Regions from separate parts of the Mus musculus genome. Here regions 1, 2 and 4 are each linked to region 3. A link is a contact called in public HiCAR-type, HiChIP or PLAC-seq and promoter capture Hi-C data. All regions are on one chromosome and are shown on one strand. Each heading gives the region's core, a stretch centred on a gene start, on an enhancer-like site or on the middle of the called end of the contact. The rest is flanking DNA. Distances are from core to core; before and after follow the strand shown. Region 1 overlaps Rapgef4 (Rap guanine nucleotide exchange factor (GEF) 4). Region 2 overlaps Rapgef4 (Rap guanine nucleotide exchange factor (GEF) 4). Region 3 holds the start of Cdca7 (cell division cycle associated 7). Region 4 has its middle 46 kb from the start of Sp3os.

The links. Promoter capture Hi-C pulls out the DNA fragments that hold promoters and counts their contacts. HiCAR-type assays count read pairs that join an accessible place to other places. HiChIP or PLAC-seq counts read pairs in DNA pulled down with a chosen protein or histone mark.
Region 1: a contact with region 3 is called in an H3K4me3 HiChIP or PLAC-seq map of the SCID.adh cell line, with 10 read pairs. The contact joins the enhancer-like site here to the promoter of Cdca7 in region 3. A contact is called at or near these places in 5 of 39 promoter capture datasets (the 3T3-L1 cell line, cranial neural crest, embryonic stem cells and 2 more), 9 of 115 datasets of contacts at active chromatin or transcription factors (the SCID.adh cell line, T-cell acute lymphoblastic leukemia, bone marrow-derived macrophages and 4 more) and 3 of 9 other capture datasets (adipose tissue, embryonic stem cells and liver).
Region 2: a HiCAR-type map of astrocytes shows a contact between it and region 3, with 2.3 times the contacts expected there. The contact joins the enhancer-like site here to the promoter of Cdca7 in region 3. A contact is called at or near these places in 6 of 39 promoter capture datasets (the 3T3-L1 cell line, embryonic stem cells, hippocampal neurons and 2 more), 7 of 115 datasets of contacts at active chromatin or transcription factors (the NIH/3T3 cell line, T-cell acute lymphoblastic leukemia, astrocytes and 4 more) and 3 of 9 other capture datasets (adipose tissue, macrophages and pancreatic islet).
Region 4: a promoter capture Hi-C map of cranial neural crest shows a contact between it and region 3. The contact joins the enhancer-like site here to the promoter of Cdca7 in region 3. A contact is called at or near these places in 9 of 39 promoter capture datasets (the 3T3-L1 cell line, cranial neural crest, embryonic stem cells and 5 more), 7 of 115 datasets of contacts at active chromatin or transcription factors (the NIH/3T3 cell line, bone marrow-derived macrophages, differentiating embryonic stem cells and 3 more) and 1 of 9 other capture datasets (adipose tissue).

What each region holds. Positions count from the first base shown.
Region 1 is chr2:72,205,004-72,208,277 of GRCm38.p6, reverse strand. It overlaps Rapgef4 (Rap guanine nucleotide exchange factor (GEF) 4), which reads right to left. Exons shown (of 31, transcript NM_001204165.1): 16 at 2,535-2,623; 17 at 114-192. Among named protein-coding and RNA genes, the nearest start is that of Map3k20, 79 kb to the left of the region's middle. Within about 2 kb of position 1,572, at least 13 of the 459 cell types and tissues checked have an H3K27ac peak or open chromatin away from gene starts, as enhancers often do. A contact at or near this core is called in the SCID.adh cell line and T-cell acute lymphoblastic leukemia, where this site is marked.
Region 2 is chr2:72,037,274-72,040,447 of GRCm38.p6, reverse strand. All of the region lies in intron 3 of Rapgef4 (Rap guanine nucleotide exchange factor (GEF) 4), which reads right to left. Among named protein-coding and RNA genes, the nearest start is that of Gm29940, 16 kb to the left of the region's middle. Within about 2 kb of position 1,312, at least 83 of the 459 cell types and tissues checked have an H3K27ac peak or open chromatin away from gene starts, as enhancers often do. A contact at or near this core is called in adipose tissue, astrocytes and hippocampal neurons, where this site is marked.
Region 3 is chr2:72,474,390-72,477,817 of GRCm38.p6, reverse strand. Cdca7 (cell division cycle associated 7) reads right to left here and starts at 1,599. Exons shown (of 9, transcript NM_025866.3): 1 at 1,507-1,599. The coding sequence starts at 1,527.
Region 4 is chr2:72,932,082-72,935,108 of GRCm38.p6, reverse strand. No RefSeq gene overlaps it. Among named protein-coding and RNA genes, the nearest start is that of Sp3os, 46 kb to the left of the region's middle. Within about 2 kb of position 1,593, at least 20 of the 459 cell types and tissues checked have an H3K27ac peak or open chromatin away from gene starts, as enhancers often do.

The DNA of each region.
Region 1 (3,274 bases), core at 323-2,822, 270 kb after region 3:
AGACCAAAAGCTATAATACTGCCTGAGCCATGACTTACCGTCGGGAGATGGACTGTCATGATGGCCACGCTCATGTGGGGTGTTTCCAAGAGCTTACCTTGACAAAAGGATATTGGGCCACAAGGGCAGGGCAAAGCTGGGTATTTGGCATAAAAACACAGTGCATCATAACAAAGTCATTTAAAACCGAATCTGGAAGGGAAAAAAAGAGAAGAAATTACATTCTTGTGATAGTCTCTAGGGCAGCGAGAGGATCTATTCATTTAAGTGTGTTCCTGTGTGCGTAGGTGTCTTCGTCTCAAATTAATGATAAGGACAGAGCATGAGATCGAAATTCAATTTCTTAAGACAATGAATAAAAATAAAACATATAGGAAGACAGCCTTGTATGGATGGAACCAGTCACTTTAGCCACACAGCATGTTTTCTTCTGGGCTGGGACCTTATGAATTACAATGCAAACCTTTTATCTCAAGCTATGACATGTGTGAATGTGTGAGTATATGAGTGTCTGTGTGTGTGTGTGTGTGTGTGTGTGTGTGTGTGTGTGTGTGTGTGTGCATGTGTTTTGAAGGTTACAAATGCCTATCAGAAGCAATCCTCTTACCTAAGTACAGAAGATCTGCCTCCCCCCTCCCTTTTTAAAAATTCCCTAGTTGTTGCGTGTAGCAAAGCTTCTCTCCTCTTTGCCCAGACATTTCCAGCTGTTCCACGGTACTTGCTTTTGGATTTAAGACCCTGGGAAATCTGTACTCCAAAACCTTTGTCCTTAGCTTCCTGGTCCATGTATGCACATGATGCAGAGTCCAGACTGCTAATCCCTTCTGTCCTTGCTACTACGAATTGTGTCTCTTGACATGGAAGGCTTTGTCCCAGCTCTAGTTACTGGCCCCCAGCTTTCCTTCAGGGCCACTTTGAAGACTGAACTGTTCATGGCATTGTCCTGCGTCTTCTTGGTCGGTGCCCCTGAAGCACTGAGCACATACTGCCTTAAATTCAGTTCATTTCTACCTTCCCTCGTGTGTCTTCTGGCATGTTCTAAGTTTCCGCAGGGAGAAAGGGTGGTCTGTTTACATCACCTTACACAAGGCATCCATCTTAGCACCTTCCTGGACTGATTAACAAAGCCTGCTCTGAGAAGAAGAGACTCCAAGCCCAGGAGCTTGGCTCTCTGTCAGCTATTCCCAGATCCTTTGCTGGTCTGCAAAACCTCAGATAATCAATTCAGAGCATAAGACACTGGGAGGAGATTAAGAAGTCAGTGGCAACATACTTATAAGAATTATGTAACAATGGTATCTTCATCCTGGGTAGACTGCCAAAATCAGTTGTTAAATGGATTTTGACCTACCACTAAGTTTCTCAGAAAAATCTGTGAATTTCATACAGTGAGAAATGTTCCCCTGTGGCAGTCACTGTGCTTAAAACATTAACCCATAGTGTTATTCAGAGAGATAAGCATAGGATTTTTCTTTTAAATTGGATGCCTGAACTGGCAATCAAACTCCGTGATATAACACTTGCCTAGTATACCCAAGGCCCTGGCTCCCAGCCCCAGAATCACAAGAAAGCACTAAGAAAAAGCTGCCTGTGGGCTGTTCCTTCCAGTGCGCCCACGATATACAAAGGAGGTGACTCTAGACACAGCCTACTTATGAGATTTGTTTTTTTAATCCTCAATTTTGTGTCTTAACAGCAAGGCTTGTTCACTGCAAGAAAGCTTGTGTGTTGAACTTTATTCACAAAAGATATGTTGTAGGACTAACCCCCAGTACTTTCAAGTGTGGCATTATACAGAAATAGGATCTTTAAGACACAAGTTGAGGTGACTTACTAGTGTGGGCTCTAACAATGACTGTTGTTCTTTATAAATGGGACCCTGGTCACAGAGACATCTATGCACAGAGGGAAGAGCATGTGAAGACTCACAAGGTGAAGGCTTTGCCAACATGACATTGGAGTGACACACGGAAGGAATTCCAAAGAATGCCAATAGATACCAGGAGACAGGAGCGAGGCATGGGGCAGGCTGTCTATCAGCCCTCCAAGATCAACCTATTATTACCACCAGTTCCTCCAGAACTGTAGGACAATCAGGTGCCACTGTCTGAGCATTTGTTCTGTTAGAGCAGCTGGCAGTAAGCCAATCCAGGTGGCATTCAGTTCACTGTGGAATGAAACTCCACAACCACAGAGAGAGAGAGCACCATTTATTCTTGATGTGGGCAGCTTCAAATGTGCTACGGGGAGAGACTGGTTTTAGATGGTGGCCTAACGGATACTTTTGTGTGTGCCGGGAGAACTGAAAGTCATGAAAGCAGATATCTAGGAAAGGCCCATGTGCTTGAATGAAGCTCCATTGCAGTGAGGGAAAGACCGCTCTCTGCACACACACACATCTGGGGATGCTCTTTAAAACTGGATGCTTACGGCACCCTCTAGGGTTGCCTTGGCAGTGTAGACTGGGAGTCAAAGCGGATTTCTCTCTCACATCTCTACCCGTGGATTCAGTGGAGCTACAGATCCCTTCTTACCTGTTGCTTCATTCAACGATGGCTCAAGGCGTATTGTTTCTAGAAAATGCTCTAAAATCTTTTCAGGTGTTCCTGACATCACAGTATACCTGGACAAGAAGAAAAAAAAAAAAAAAAAAAAAAAAAAAAGACCATTAGTTTCTTACAAAAGCGAGTAATGCATTAGGAGAAACAAATTACCGATGTAGATATTTTTTGAAAAACAAGATCCTGGGCAAACATACGGACTACTTGTGACTAGTAACTTCCCTGTAGTGAGGAAGACCACGTACCTCGCCTAAGCACACAAGAAGGCTGTAGAAAAACAGTCAGTAGATGCAGTTACTAGAAATGTTCTCCGCCCTCCCCCTACCTAGAACTAAAGATGCAGCTGAGAAAGCAGCTCCCATAGCTGCGACTGAGACAAGTCAGGGAGATGAACCTGAGGCAGCACAGGGCAGGGAGGGGAGCGAGGGAGGACAGGACAGTGGACACAGAAATGTCAGTGTCACACTGGATTTTCATGCTGATTTCTGGAACGCTCCTCCTTTCCACCTCCGCACTGCTACGCGCTTTGGAAATCCTCTAATAATAATAAAGCAAAGGAAACCAAAAGGCCCAAGTACCAGTGAGCAAACAAACCCGGGGGGCATCACGGACAGGAATTAGATCAGAAGCAGAAACCTGGATGCAAATTACTCAATATCAATTACGAATTATTTTAGGGGGCTGCGTTAGTCATTATTTTGAGGGATCTATTC
Region 2 (3,174 bases), core at 63-2,562, 440 kb after region 3:
TCTTCTGGCATGCAGGTGTACATGCAGATAGATCACTTGTATACATTAAATAAATAAATAAATGTTTAAAAAAGATTAATAGCAGAACACATCTTAAACATTTCTGTATTGGGGGGGAAAGCTACCGTGATACATATACCATAGCATGCCCGACGAGGTCATTGTGAGAAATTATAAGAGTTGGTTCTCTTTTTCTAGCGTGTGGGCTTCAGGACTTGAACTGAAGTCACCAGGCTTGGTGGCAGTCACCTTTACTGGCTGAGTCAGCTTGCCAGAATTAAATAGATAAAAAATAATACAATATAATTCCTAACTCAGTCACATCGCCACGCATGTATAGGTTTTCTACACTTCTAAAAAGCAAATTATATTTTTGCCTTTATTTAAACAACAGAGAACCTCTATAGTCGTGTTGTATTAAGCTTCATCTAATGATGGCTTTCAACACTTAAATTCCAAGTTTCTCTGTCCCCCAGTCTGGATGTCAAGTGGTTTGAATGATCTGCAAAACACTTGAGCTCTCTGGGGGAGCTTGTATTCAAAGAAACCCTCCTGACAATCCTGCTGTAAATCAAAGAATCCTTTTGTACTGCGACTAATCACCTCTTAATTTATCTGCTTTGTGCATCTGCATTGTGGCGTTCTCACATCTTAAAGCAGACATTCTCGCCAGAGCTGTCTCACATGTGTTCATACGGACACTGTGAAGTGGTCACGGTGGTAAGAAGGCCAGGGTTACATGTCACAATGTACGATCATGGTCCACTGAAACCTGGCCTGCGCAGATGATCTGGGGACATGAGCTGTGTCTGTGATGAACTCATGGAAAATGAAAAATTATCCTGTGATTCTGAAGAGTTATCAGACCTGTTAGCTATTCAGAATTTATTCATTTCTGTGTCATTGAGTCAAGAGTTAACAATCTTATTTGTGTTAGGTTATCTTTACGTGTATAGGTAGACTCAGAAGCATAAGTTCTTTAAAAGCTGATGTTTTTACAGGGTTCATTTCCAGCCTATACTTGCCACTAGGTTTCAAAGCTCTTGCATTTTGCTTCCTGAGCTTGAATTTGCTCCTGGAATTTATTGAGTTCTCTAAGCGTTTTTAAGTAATCAAATCAAATGGAACCCAATTTCAGAGTCTGTCAAGGCATCCAACTGCACGTGTGTCAAAAGGATTTACTGCCAAGCAGGAAGGCAAGATACTTCTAAGTCAAATGTGTTTTCTGGCAAGCGGCAACGGCAAGGCCGGTTCCTTTCAGAGCGTGTCCCTGGAATCGGCTTGTCGGGCAGCCGATGGACATCAGGCAAGCTCGCTGGGGCTGGCTTGCAGAGCACGGCCTGGCACGGGCATTTCTAACCAGTGCAGAGCTGAACTGGCCAGCACTGTGTCACCCGGACAAAGAATACTCAACAACAAAACTACATGTAGGGTGAGTTGTGCAGAATGCCAAGTCAACTAAATATCCATTCCTAATGAATAGCTCAGCCCCAGCCAGAGCTCCGGCGGGAGTCAGCAGTGACACCATCTGCAACCAGCTTGCCACCTTTTACGTTTTCTGGGCTTCGTAAAACTGTTCAGAAATGTGTTCAAGTAGTGTCTCCCAAAAATGGTGATGTCACTGAAAGGAAAGCGAACAGAGTGTGTGGCCAAGTGAAAGAATCAGGGAGAGGAAGCGGGGGAGAGGGAGGGAGGGAGGGAAGGAAACACACAGAGGGGGGGGAGCGAAAGAGGGAGAGAGGGAGGGAAGGAGGGTGGGGAGAAAGGGAGAGAGAGCTGTACTTCAAATTTAATAATCAAAACTGCAATGAACAAAGGCATCTGTGTTGTAAAAGCAAAGGCAGGGATGACTAAAGGTTTTCTATTTGACCTTAGAGAGAAAAACAGCAAGAGGTCTTTTTTTCAAAACCAGAGTAAAAATTGCCAGATAATGGCACAATGACAGATGAGGGGGTGGAATGAAGTGGAGACCAAGGCCAAGTGCAGCCCAGAATCTCTGCTCCAGTGAAATGGCTGAACAAAATTTAAACTCCTGCAGTTTCAAAATACTGGGCTGCAGTTCCTGGTTTTCATGTTCTAACACTGCCCTCTTGTGACCATTGCTAGCATTGCAGGTATGGGAGCCAACAGCTCTCCAGTCTAGGCAATCAACTTTTTATTAGTTAGCAGAAAACACCGGGACCCTGCTCATTCAAAGCTTTGTACTAAGTGCTTTATATACAGCGAGTAGGACCCACTAGCCTCAGTTCATAGCGTATCTAACTGTGCATAGCCATACCCAACCCAGCTGCTGGGTTTGTATCAAATAAAGATAACAGTGAGTGTTACAGGCTTTAGTGACATCATAAAGCACCATTCTCTATTTTGAAACATGAAAGTCAGTCAGTCTTTAGGAATTGATATGATTGGAGATTTCCCTTAGTTTAGGTGTTTCCAGAATTGCTAAAAAAGCATACATGTTTCTAGGATTTAAATATTTGTTATACCATAAATTCTCCTCACCTATAAAATCTGCAGGGAAAAGCAAGGCCTTGTGTACACACACACACACACACACACACACACACACACACACAGAGAGAGAGAGAGAGAGAGAGAGTTGAGTGCTGTTGTCTAATATAGTAGGTATATATGCCTACTTTAAGGTTTACTATCATCATCATAATCACCACCACCATCATCATCACTATTGCTATTATTTGTGTGTATTGTTTTGAGGGTAAGATGTCCCTGGAGATGCAGACAAAGTGTCACTGGGGAACTGGAGAGACTACTCCTAAACAAGATGCCTGTTGCCAAGCAGAAACCTACATGAACATGTCATGTCGGACACCATTAGACATGGATGCTGCCTGTAGGCACACCCCCTTGTTGGCTGGTCAAAGTTCTGTAAGATAGCAAAAAGAAGGGCCAAGGCCAGAAGGCTGTCTGAGAAGCTGGGAGACATGTCTCTGATGTGAGTGCACATTGCAGCGAGCTTGGTGGTGAGGAAAAATAAGCATGGAATAAAAACACGAAGATAGGCGTGAGGGTTTGCAGGTCTCTAAAAGCTCCAGGGCACAAGGAGTTGCGGCTCTGCATTTCCCAGGATGCTGAGGACAAACACGGTTGTTACAAAGTAGCAATGCGGGAACTGGGAACAAGAGCATCAGGTCTTGGGGAAGGTCTCTTGGT
Region 3 (3,428 bases), core at 350-2,849:
CCTAAGTAGACACCAATCAACCATTTGTGTATGCTTCTGATATCCTAATGGCAGCAATGTGTGGTATTCGAGAGAGCTACCAAATATTGTATTTACAACAGTAGTTCGAGGCGGTGGGTGGAGAGTTAGGAGTTAAAAGGGATTCAAAAGTCTGCCCAGGTTTCTGGTAGAGGAAGTCCAAGGCAATAAGGTGCAACAAAATGCAAAGAACTAAGAAATCCCCAAAACGGCACACAGCTCCTTAAATGACTTTAATTCTCTACACTCTACTAATCAATTTAACTCCATGTCAGCCTCAGGGGAGGCAGTCAATCAAAAGCCATCAGGAAAAGAGGCTAATCTTTAACAAGCCAGGACAGGCCAACGGTCAGTCATTCACCAGGCAAGTATGTCTTCGATGGAAAAGACACACAAAAAAGGAGAGCCAAAGGTCGTGCCTGGGGTGAACTTTTTTGGCAGATGTAACTCTTAATTCTGTTTACGGTGAGTGTTCTTTGACGGCAGATTTGGTACTGATGTTCGCTTAATTCTTTGCAGCGACGTTACCATCACTTAAATAAGTAAGAAAACTGAAGTGCGGAGAGGTGAAGTCGATTCCTCCAGTCAGGTGTCCAAATATGCACCAAGGCAAGCCAAACTCCAAGCCCATTTCCCCACGCGCGGAGATCCGCTATGAGACCACGACTCCGTCTACCCACTCAGACCTCGCCACAAGGGCCCCCGAACCCGATATTTATTTGAAGCACGTCACTGTCTTCCTTTCCGCCCATCCCCCCACTCTTCAACCCACTCCAGGGCAGGACATAAGTTCTGGCTTCCGTTGGAGCAAAAAGAGTTACGTTCCAGCTCGCAGCTGCAAGCCGGGAAGAAAAGGGTGGGACGGGTGGGGAGTTGGGGGACGCAGGGAAGGTTACTAAACGGTCGCGGCACACGACTTGCATCGCTGGGCCCCAAAATTGCATCTGACCACAGCCTAGGACTAAAACAATACCTCCCCCCACGTGCACAACCCAAGTTCTCAAGAAATGCTCACAAGGCCATCTACGCTAAACCCGCAGATCCAGAGTGGTTAGAAGGGGACGCAGAGCAAAAGAGGATCGATCCCAGGGCCACTAGTGCACGCGTAGGTAACAACGCACTCGCCGCCAGCGGGTCGTGCAGGGTGAGGTCCCAGAAGGTGGAAGGCTGGGATACGACCGCCAGACAGGATGGCCAGCGGCGAGTCCCAGGCCTCCGCGCGCACGTGGAGCATGAGCGCCCGTGCCGCAGGTTCCGGGAACGCTGGCAACTCCGTGCGCGCCGGCGGGCGCATCACCTTGGCCTTGAGTTATCCTGGGTGCAAAGATTATAAGAAAATCGATCTGTGATTTCCCTCAACCTGGCGACAATCAGGAGCGCGTGGGACAAGTGAGCGGAGCTAACCCGCGGAGTCGGAGGGAAGTGGCCCGGACCCGCCCGTGTCTAGCACCCACCAACCCCGCCCCGGTGCACCCGGCCGGGCCTCACCCGCGCGCGGCGAGCCTCCATGTTGGCGGCGGGTACCCAGGCACTCGGAACGGGGATAGTTCGTCGGAACACACCAGCACTCAGAGCCCGAACAACCCGAGCTCCGGGACAGAGGCGGGGCGCGCACTCCGCCGCCGGAGGGGCGGGGCCACCGGCTTTCCCGCGCCGGGACGCAGGTCCTGCCAGCTAAGATGACCTCTTTAGCGGTACCCGAAGCGTCCCAGCTCTGGAAAAAAATAGAAGCGGTTCTCGTGGTTGTAATAACCTTGAGTGTCCTCGGAAACTGCTGAATGTTCTATGAAACAGTGGCGTTGTGGGAACTCAGTGCCACTGGCTTTTTATGAAGCTGCGCGGTCCTGGGAAGTGGCGCGAAAGTGGCTGCCGAGGTCCTGAGACTGGCCGTCTGATTTGCATACAAAACGGGAGATTGTAAGGCTGGTAGAGCCTCTTACTGCGTTCACACTTTCGCTGTAGTTTAATCTCTTAAAAATGTTAAAGAACAGAACGGGGATACCACCCACAAATATCTGAGAGCATAGCACCTCTTATCTAGCAACCACACCACTATCTATATGTAGTCAATAGACCAGTTAAGTCCTGTTGCTTCAAGAAAGATTCCGGCGTGGGTTTAAAAATAGCCCTTCAGTTGAGTAAAGCCTCTCCGAAGGGTAAAAGTCTTTAGAGCTTTATCTTTCGGAGATAAAAGCTGCAGGCGATTACACTGTGGATTGTCCATTTTTCTCCAGGCAAAATTGGGAACAACCAGAGCTAGTTAGAAGATCTTTCTTTCTTTCTTTCTTTCTTTCTTTCTTTCTTTCTTTCTTTCTTTCTTTCTTTCTTTCTTATAGCCCTTCTCACTAAGACCGGCACAGGGATGAAACGAGGCTCCCCTGTTTTTAAAGAGTAAAACACAGGGGGAAAAAAAAAAACCCAAACAGCAACGACCGAAAAACCTTGGGTGCTTTTTAAAAGAGCTTTAATTATAATCATAGATTTAAAACATTTCTTGAAGTGTAAGCATTCCCCCTTATTTCAAAACTTTTCTCTTAGTATTGATGTTGCCACAGTCCTTTTCTGTGAAGAGAGCATGCGCAACACACACACACACACACACACACACACACACACACCTCTCTAGGTACTGACCATAAAGACATAAATAACCGAGGAAGACAATGGATTGGAAGGAGCTGCCCAGGGGTCACCCTCCCTCTGTGCTAGAGACAAAGAACTCCAGTCTCCAACTTAGGCATCAAGAGAAGCAGCTAATTGATTTGTTTGGCAAAATTCCTGGTAGCAGCCAGGAGTTCAACCAACACTTGTTGGATGAATAAGTATGTGGATGGAGACCTAAAATTGTCCTTAGTACAATGTTCTTGTGAATATGGTTTGTGCAAGTAGAACTGACCATGTGAGGTCACAGAACGAAGGGGGCATCCGGGCCACTTTGCCTGGGTAATGTTCTACACTGAGCATTTTTACTCTTCTTGGAACAGGCTTGTCTCTCTGTGCTCCTGCATTTCTTTTTCAACGAAATCCAATGTGAGCCCAGGACGTGTGCATGTTGTTTCCTTAAAGTTTTCACTTCTGTGCTTGTGTGTGTCCTGCAGACAATGTATATCCTCTGGGCTTCACCATCAGGGCGGTTCAAAGTCCTGCCCCTAACTGAGTGCAAGGTTGTAAGCAGGTGCTATTCTGAGTACTGAGGATACAAGGTCCAGAGAGTGTACACTCTGATGGAGGAGCAGAGATACAAAAGAGAATTTCAGGTATGATACTTTGGAGGAGGAGGAGGAGGAGGAGGAGGAGAAGGAGGAGGAGAAGAGAAAGAGGAAGAAGAGGAGGAGGAAGAGGAAGAAAGTACAGTGAAAAGCTGAAGACAGGAAAGGAACAATGCATACTTCTACAATAGTTATACAAGC
Region 4 (3,027 bases), core at 344-2,843, 460 kb before region 3:
ATAATTCTTGGGACCAGCAAGGTGACTCAGTATGTAAGGATGCTTGCTACACAGTGCAACCCCATAATGTTGTTTCCTAACTTTTACATGCATGCAGTGACAATCATTGCATGCACATTAAACACCTAATCATGTATATGTGCACTAATAAGTTTTTTTTAAAAAGTTAACCAGTGTTTTCCATCAGGAAATCTCAGAACTCATTTTTCAGACAGCTTTATTTAGCCCAGGCTGCCCTTGAAGTTGTCATAGATGAACTATTCCTGCCTCTGCCTCCCAAGTACTGGGATTACACATCAGTTCCACCATGCTGGTTTGCGCTAGAAAGCTTTTCAGGACATGAAAAGCTGTGGCTACAGTGGCTGTGGCTATAGTAGATGTCAGAGGGCAATATAGTGTTGGTCTCTTACACATAGGTTCTAGGGAGTCAAACTCAGGGCTTATGTGAAAAGCACTCTAGCGTCAGGTCCTGGAAATTAGTTGTATTTTGTTTTATGTGTGTGGGTATCTTAGCTGCATGTTTGTATGTGTGCCACATGCATGCCCCATCCCAAGGAGGCCAGAAGGAGGGTTTTGGATCCCCTGAGACTGGAGTTTACAGTTGTGGGCCAAAGTGTAGGTACTGGGAATCAAACCTGGGTCCTCTGGAAAAACTGCTGCTAACTGCTGCCTTTCAGTGCTTTTAATTGCTTTTCTGTATCTACCTTGCCAACATCTAAAAAACATTTTACATATAAAATTTACTTAGGTATATGACTGCCCTGCCTTTTTTATACATACCAGAAGAGGGAACATCTCATTACAGAGGGCTGGTTATGAGGGTGCTGAGAATTGAACCCAGCCAGGACCTCCAGAAGGATAGCCAACATTCATAACCTCTAGATTATCTCTTTAACATCCTGGTAAACTTAATATTTGCTTGTAAAGATTGTATATTTTTGCAAGGCTCCCAAAAACCCCAAAACAGACTTTTTTTTTAAAGCAAAAGTAACGTAAAGTCCAAAAAATATTTTTGGGAAAAAGTAAGGACAGTAGGCATTCCCTTTAAGATTCTAATTGTACTTTAGACTAGAACTTCAGTTTCCCAAGTTTTTGTTTCATTATAGTATATTTAATATTTGAATTAGAATTTTGAAATTTGGGTTTTAAAAGTTGACACAATATCCTAAAGTTAAATTTTATGAGGTTGGTAAGAAGTGTTTTCAATGTAAACTTACTGACTAATGTGCTTAAAACACTGCTATGAATGGGTGGTAAGCCTTATGTGACCCCAGGAAACCAGTTGGTTGATGCTCTGGGAACAGATTTGGTTTTAGTGCGCCTCCTCATCAGCGCTCACGTTAGGAAGCTTGTTGGTCTCTTGCCTTGCCCGTGTGTACACATAACCAAATGCTTACATATGCCTTCGTTGCATTTGCTGTGAGAAAAATTCATGATTTCTCCTCTCGGTGATCATGGGCCTCTTCCCAGAAAAAATAATTCAAGTCCAGAATTCTCAAACTACTTTTAAGCTGAGACTGAACCTTGGGAAAGGAGCATCGGCTCAGATGGTGGGATTGGAAGAACAGCCAAGGAGACTCAGACACTACAGGAGGTGGAGGGCATCACAGGCAACCATGTGTTGCCTACTGCCTGAGTAGTTAGAGACTTGCTAAAAAGACTGGTGGTTGAGGGTGTGGGAAGAGAGGAGAGACGACAAAAAGAGTCTTAAAGGTTAGGAGCTGATCGGTGAATTTTAATATCGGAGAAAAGCTTCCATAACAAATAATTTAAAAATCAAAATGAAATTAAGTTACCATCCATCATATAATTTCCTTATAACATTTGTAAGTTTTAAAGACATTTTTTAGTCTAAAATCCCCACAATATATGTATTTTAAAACATTTCAGGCTGGTTGTGACATGGCTTTAACCTCAGCACCCAGGAGGCATAGGCAGGCAGATCTGAGTGCAAGGTCAGCCAGGGGCTGAACAGTGAGATCCTTCCTGTTTCAAAACAAAAGTTTCATCTTTTGCGACACTTACAATCAAACTTGGGGCCTTGAGTATACTACGCAAGTACTTTGCCATTAGGCCACATCTCCAGCCTTAAAGCTGGGTAATCTTTCATAATTTTTATTTTGTTTTATGTATTAACTTGTATTAATAATTTATTTGTCTTGGGGGTAAAGAGCTGTTAAGAGAACTGGCTGTTCTCACAAAGGACCTTGGTTTGATTCCCAGTATCCACAGTGGCTCACAGCCACCTGCATTTGCAGTTTCTCTGTGCACTGCCCCATGTGGTGCACCTACACACAAGCAAAAGTGGATTACACTGGAATGGGTGGGCTTGCCTCAGGTGAGTAGTTAGGGAATTCTTATCCTCGTCCCCTACATAGAATTTGTAGGCGCAGTGACATTCTTCCCTTCTGCCATTTGAGCACATGTTCTATGCTTAGCACTTAGGGTAAAATGATGGTTATTTCATGATTTCTATTCTAAGCGCTCTGGTTAGTCCTAATGATAGGACTACAATTACCCTTCTGATTTTAACAAAATTCTCTGTGGTTTCTCTAGTTTCATGTGCTTGTTTCATTATAACAGTACAGTCCCTTTATTTCAAGTTAGGAAAAGGCTAGTTTTGTTTCCCTCTCTCCTTGAACATGATCCTTTAAGAGTTGGAGCATAACTCTGCTAAGTGTCCACAGATGTGGCATCTGGAATGTCTACCCCCAAGCAGGGAGAGCCTAAGTGTAGCCCTGAGGCAGCTTGCTTGGCACAGTTCATATGGACACCTAGTAAACTTTTATGACATTCACAGAACTAACAGAGGGCCTTCCTTGTTCCTTTCTGGTGTTGAACTTGAGGGTTACTTGATAGGCCAAATTCAGGAAGAAACAATACCAAAAAAAAAAAATTGCTTTGGAGGTTTGTTACTGGCCAAAATCTAAATCTCTCCTTGGGAATCATTGAGTCAGCCCTGAAAGGGAAAATAGGAGCTCTGGAGCTACAGTGTGTCACAAACCTACGTTTCAGTCAGTTGGAGAA